2 separate regions of the Mus musculus genome follow, and region 2 is linked to region 1. The links are chromatin contacts, called in public HiChIP or PLAC-seq maps. All regions are on one chromosome and are shown on one strand. Each heading gives the region's core, a stretch centred on a gene start, on an enhancer-like site or on the middle of the called end of the contact. The rest is flanking DNA. Distances are from core to core; before and after follow the strand shown.

The links. HiChIP or PLAC-seq counts read pairs in DNA pulled down with a chosen protein or histone mark.
Region 2: a contact with region 1 is called in an H3K27ac HiChIP or PLAC-seq map of embryonic stem cells, with 10 read pairs. The contact joins two enhancer-like sites. A contact is called at or near these places in 3 of 39 promoter capture datasets (cranial neural crest and embryonic stem cells) and 2 of 115 datasets of contacts at active chromatin or transcription factors (both in embryonic stem cells).

What each region holds. Positions count from the first base shown.
Region 1 is chr1:152,808,552-152,811,752 of GRCm38.p6, forward strand. It overlaps Ncf2 (neutrophil cytosolic factor 2), which reads left to right. Exons shown (of 16, transcript NM_010877.5): 3 at 2,367-2,449. Among named protein-coding and RNA genes, the nearest start is that of Ncf2, 10 kb to the left of the region's middle. Within about 2 kb of position 1,505, at least 77 of the 459 cell types and tissues checked have an H3K27ac peak or open chromatin away from gene starts, as enhancers often do. A contact at or near this core is called in embryonic stem cells, where this site is marked.
Region 2 is chr1:153,008,060-153,011,287 of GRCm38.p6, forward strand. The region is part of intron 1 of Nmnat2 (nicotinamide nucleotide adenylyltransferase 2); the gene reads left to right. Among named protein-coding and RNA genes, the nearest start is that of Nmnat2, 55 kb to the left of the region's middle. Within about 2 kb of position 1,477, at least 51 of the 459 cell types and tissues checked have an H3K27ac peak or open chromatin away from gene starts, as enhancers often do. A contact at or near this core is called in embryonic stem cells, where this site is marked.

The DNA of each region.
Region 1 (3,201 bases), core at 255-2,754:
GCAACATCCTATCAGTTTGGCCTGCTCAAAGAACAAGTCTGATCAACAAGGCAGGGTTCTTCTTTAAGAATTCTGAGGCTAGTTGAGGAAACTCACACTGTAATTAAGTCATGAAGTTCACCAAGGGTATGGGATAGGGCATTTCAGCATCTTTTTTTGTTTTTTGTTTTGTTTGGGACAGGGTTTCTCTGTATAGCCCTGGCTGTCCTGGAACTCACTTTGTAGACCAGGCTGGCCTCAAACTCAGAAATCCGCCTGCCTCTGCCTCCCGATCAGCATCTTTTTAAAATACTTTTTCTCTGGCCCGGAGTTGAACATGCTCGATTCTCTTTATTTTATTTTGATTTTTCTCTGTGGAGACCTGGTTATCCTAAAACACAGTCTACAGATCAGGCTGGTTTTGAACTCACAGAGATCCGCCTGCCTCTGCTTCCCAAGTGCTGGGATCAGAGGTGTTCAACATGACCAGCAGGCCTCTTGATTGCTTAGGTGTGTGTGTGTGTACATGTGCGTGTGTGATGTGGGTGGGGGTGGCTACGTATGTCATGACGCACATGTGTCAATCAAAGGACGACTCTGTGGAGTTCCCTCCTTCCATTTTGACCTGGATCCAGTGACCGACCCCAAATCTCTGAGATTGCACAGCAAGTGCCTTTGTCTGCTGAACTCGATCTCACAGCTCCGCGGGAGCTTCACCTGCTTCTTGTTGTTGTTGTTGTTTTCTAGGAAGGGTCCCTGTCTTAGTCAGGGTTTCTATTCCTGCACAAACATCATGACCAAGAAGCAAACTGGGGAGGAAAGGGTTTATTCGGCTTACACTTCCATCCTGCTGTTCATCACCAAGGAAGTCAGGACTGGACCTCAAGCAGGTCAGGAAGCAGGAGCTGATGCAGAGGCCATGGAGGGATGTTCTTTACTGGCTTGCTTCCATTGGCTTGCTCAGCCTGCTCTCTTATAGAACCAAGATTACCAGCCCAGAGATGACACCACCCACAAGGGCCTTTCCCCCTTGATCACTAACTGAGAAAATGCCTTACAGTTGGATCTCATGGAGGCATTTCCTCAACTGAAGCTCCTTTCTCTGTGATAACTCCAGCTGTGTCAAGCTGACACACAAAACCAGCCAGTACAGTCTCTTATTGGCCCAGATCTTGCACATTCGGTTCAGCTGGCTAGAAAGCCTGTCTCTGCCTCCCCAGCGCTAAGATTAGAAAGGATGTGATGTGACTCCACCCTTGTTGGTTTGTTTTGGTTTTGGTTTGTTTGTTTGTTTGTTTTTAAACTTGGACTCTGTAGGCTGTGAGGCTTGTGAGGCCAGCATTTTACCTACAGAACGTCTCCCCAGCCTCCACCACCTCCAAAGAACCAGTTCACACTGGTTCATCCTCTGACCAGCCAGTGAAAAAACACATCCACATCCTGACAGGAGGAGAGGAAGGTACTGGATAGGCTCAGACTCTTCCGGTCAGCAAGCAGATGGTGCAGAGCACGGCCCCCATCCAGCCTCCGCCTGGAGGGAGGAATGCCTCCTCCTACTTCCCTCAGGGGTGCGGCTGCATCCTCAGAGCTGAGAGCTGTGGAGACAAACGGAGGCAGCTCTCCCAGACAAGGCTCTGCCATAGGCCCTGGATGCTTATAACCTGGCCTGGACCAAAGGCCACCTCACACCTTCAGATCCCTGACTTCTACCCTTACTGGTCAAGATCTTTCTTTCCATTTTTCTGTCACCAGGCCTCTCATCTCATCTGTCATAGTCTTTCTGTTTAATCCAATATGAATAATATTATATATGTTTTCTTACTTGTTATTTAGTGATATAAATGATCACACAATAAATTTGTATCAAGAAAATGCAATATACATTCTAACTATATCACTATTATTTTATTTTTATTATTAATTTTTTTAATTAATGTGAGCGGTTATTTTGATGGCATGCTTGTTTTGACAACATGTGCGTACCTGATTCTCAAGGAGGCCAGAGAGGCCATCAGAGCCCGTAGAACTAGAATTTCAGATGGTTGGGAGCCACTATGTGGGTGCTGGGAAGTGTAGGTTGTGAGCCACTATGTGGGTGCTGGGAAGTGTATATAGGTCCTCTGGACGTGCAGCAAGCACTCTTATCTGCTGAGCCATCTCTCTGTCCCCATCACTTATTTTACAGAGGAAAACAAGGAGGTTCAAGAAGATTAGGTAATTTACCACAGGCTATGCAAAGAGGAAATAACACCCCAGGGCATTTTGATCCAAGATCTCTGTACCCCGGGGCCAGTTTTGTCACCTTGAATTGCCGAATCATTATGACACAAGTCTTGCCTCTCCCTGGCAATACTCTGACACTTCCTTATGGACCCTTCCTCCTGCAGGCCTTCACCAAAAGCATCAACAGAGACAAGCACTCTGCAGTGGCCTACTTCCAGAGAGGAATGCTCTACTACAGAATGGAGAAGTAAGTGGTCCGCTGCCACTCAGGCTGTGGGAGCGTGACAGCGCCTGATGGATCGGGCTTTCTTCTGTAGTCTTGGTATTCAATCAGGACCTCCAGCTTTTGTGGGTAGGAAGGCTGGCTTGCTTTCTCTAGGCAGTTATGCAAGGAGTAGTAAGCAAGAGGCTTTTCTGGGAAGGGGAGGCAAGCCTGACCTCATTGTAAGTAAGTCATCATTAGCGCACAGCGGCAAGGAGCCTGAAACAGCCACTGGCTGGTTGTTTGGCTACCCAGCCCTCTCAACAATGTCCTTAATGAGGACGTTCACTGTGCTTCTCTGTGCGGGACTGAGCAGTCCCAAGACAAGGCTCATCATGAAAGCGAATCAATCCTGGCTTCACCCATGCTGAATGTGTTTGCAAAACCCAGTTTAAACTAGAGGGTGGATGCTGGGAGGATGACCCTGTCACAAAAATAAGAATACAAACTGTTAGCAGCAGATATATAAGTTAATACAGACAAATTAAATATGTGTGTTTAGATAGATAGATAGATAGAGTTTACAGTTGATGGCAAAATTTAAACAATGGTTTCCAAATACCATATTACTACAAAACCCATTTGTTACACAGTCTGGAAGGGCATCGGCCAATGCACTATTCTAGTTGTTTCTGGATGTTGGGATAATAATGAAGTCCCTTTCCCTCCATCACCTTGTGCACATTTCAGGCTATTTACTGTCGTAAGTAAAAAGAAAAACCAAATCAAACAAAACA
Region 2 (3,228 bases), core at 227-2,726, 200 kb after region 1:
GACAGAGAAGGCAGAAGAAGAATGCTCCATACTCTTGGTCCTCTTAAAGACTCTAAAAACGTTCGGGAATGGACAGATATAGGAACCTGAAGTGATGGGTAGGGGTCAGGTGGGGCCTAGGGATGTGGAGTGGCAAAGCTACCACTCCAAATCCCTTCTCCCCCTCCCTCCAAGCCCCCAACAGGGAACTGCTGGAGGGGGGGGGGGCGGGTGTTTGATTGTTGTTTTTTGTTTTCTGTCTCTCAGACCTGCTCTTCCATCTGAACTTGGGTCAAAGTGTGGCAGGATGTATTTACTTTGTATCTTTGCTTGATGTATTTACTTTGTATCTTGGTCACATCTATTGCTTTGTATCTTAGTTCCAGACTTTCCTTTTTCCCCACTGTCCTTCAGAAAAACATCCTGTGCAGGGTTCCCAGAGTGTTCTAGTGACTTTAGCATCTTCTCGGAGCTACCTAAGCACCTGGTCCTGTGTTTGATACTCTGTCTCTACGCCTCACCAACACTCTACTTTCCATTCATGTCATGATGTAAATGTAAGTTTTCAGAGGAAAGCTGTTGTGCCTGTTTTGTTGTTGTTGATTTATTTGTTTGTTTTTTGAAAGGTCTCTTTGAGCCTTGAACTTGCTACAATCTGAGGTTGACCTTGACTTTATTTATTTATTTTTATTTTTTTGGTTTTTCAAGACAGGGCTTCTCTGTATAGCTCTGCCTGTCCTGGAACTCACTCTGCAGGCCAGGCTGGCCTCAAACTCAAAAATTCACCTACCTCTGCCTCCCAAGTGCTGGGATTAAAGGCATGCGCCACCACTCCCAGGTGACCTTGAATTTATAATACTCCTTTCTTCCTCTCTTTTTAATTTTTGCCCAAGGTCAACATTTTAAAAGACAAATTAAAACAATATAAAAATATATAAAAAAAATATAAATTTGCGCTATGAATACTAACAGCAGACATCACCCTATTAGTGAAAAGTTGCTTGGGTTTTAAGAGACTCGTCCTTAGGTGTATCTGATTTGATCCAGAAACCTCCATCTTCTACTTATATAAACAGCGTCTGCAGTCTGACAAAATTACTTCATCTTCCAGAAGTAAATACCTCTCACCTCCTTGCTAGTTAACTCAGCTCATTTATATACCACGGACACAGTCAAAAGCAGTCATGTAGAAACTAAATTTTTTCTAGTTGATCTTATATCTGACATGATGGTGGGATCACTAGAGATCTGTAATCTATTGGGAGCCAGATGTAGGTCCAAGGTGAAACAAAACCATCTGAGGTTCAGACCTGCATGGTAGTGACTACATTTTCATGCTCTGAGATATAACAGGTGAAAAGGTCAGCTCAGGAACTTTGGGAAGGTCATGAAACCCTTGCCTCTCCGGAAGGGAGAGGCTAATTAACATTCCTCAGACCACAGGGAGGGAACCGACCTGCGGGTGGGGACACATTCCGCAGGACTGAACGTTGCGCACCTTCTGACAAGGGAAGTCCTTGTCACCTCATTTGCTAAAGACCAGTTTAAAGGGTGTACTGTGCTGCCAATCATATTGTGCCTAGTTGCTGATGCCCTGTTCTGCCCCTGGAAACCATATAAAAACTCACCGACAGAGTGCTGGGGGTTGCCGCCTGTCCTTTGAGTCTGGGAAGGACCCCAGTGCACCGGAACAATAAATTCCTCTTGCTTTTTGCATCGATCCTGCCTCTACATTGTCACTCAGAGAGTCCCCAGTAAGCTAAGGCTCCCTGGAGTCTTACACAGGTACATGCTAGCCTGCACACCCAGATGGGTGATACAAAGTACTGTGGGTTGTTCCCACACTGGCAGTACACCAGAAGTGGCTCACGACTCTGGATCTTTCTAATTCAGGTGGGACAGTATAGCTTTGAGGCTACAATGAAGTCTCTATTTGGACAGAACTAGGTTAAAATATTTGGCTTTGCCACTACTAAGGGAGTATTGTAAGACAAAATAAAATACTCTTTGTGGCTCATTGAGGAAAAAAATCTGGAGCAGTGGAGACCAGGGGGTCAGAAGTTCAACATTATCCTCATCTACAGAACACGTTGATAAATATAATTTTACAATCTGGCTGGATGTGGTGGCCCACGCCTGTAACCCCAGGGGATAGGGTAGGGAGATCAAGAGTTTTAAGGCCAACAGAAACTGCACAGTGAAATGCTAATTAAATTAAAATTTTTAATTATATACATATACCCATCTATAAAATGCAGAGATGGCCTACTTGTCACATTATTTTGAGGATTTAGGAAACTGAGTACTTTTCAAGTTAGAGGATCAGAAGCTGATTAATCTACCACAGATGATGGTATTGGTTCTTAATCTTTGTGGGTATCAAATCAATCCAGAAGATCAGCTAGAGCTCAGATGATGGCCCAAGCTTCCTTTCTGATGCAATGGATCTGAAACGGAGCCTCATATGCATTCCTGGGTCTCCATTGATACTGAGGCGGCTGAGCCAAACCAGTGACCAGTGACTAGGCAGTGATAGGCTTTAGGGATGGGGGATAAAGGGCTCTGGCAGAGCTAGATAGGCTCTAACTCATAGGGGCAAAATCTCAGCAGTCTCTGAGGAAACAGCTTCTAAGGAATTATGGGAAGGTGTGAGGAGGAGGAAAAGAGAGGCGTGACTTGGAGATTGGTGACCATGACACCACAACAGTATGGTCGAGACTGGGCAAGTGGGACTGTGACTCATCAGGGTACGGCTGAATGGACTGTGCAGGAGTCCATTCCATGGGCCAGGATGGAGCTGAGGCTGTGTGCTGTGCCCAGTGAGGAGACTTCTGAGCAGAACAGTGATGTTCTGAAACGTGACTCGCTGGCACTGCAAAGGGTGGACGAGAGGGAGGGCGGGGAAGGTGGAGGGAGAGCTGTTAGGAAGCTTTCAGAGAGTGCTGGCCTAGGTGGTGATTTGCTTGCTGAGTGATTCCTGTGGCGACTGAGAGAAGATTATAGTTTAGAAATAAAACAGGTAGAATTTAGCAGTGGATCGGATAATGGGGAGAAAGGAGAAAAGCAAGTTAAAGATGGTTCTTGGGAAATATGATAGAATTACATCAGCAGAGCAGATATGAGGAAGTGGGGAGGGAGTATCTGTCCCGCCCACCCTACATGTCAATCAATCAGCTGTCACCCTCATTTCCCTCCTTTTTAAAATCTTTGTCTTAAAGCCGACCTGTTTGCTCTGTCACTTGTCTTTGG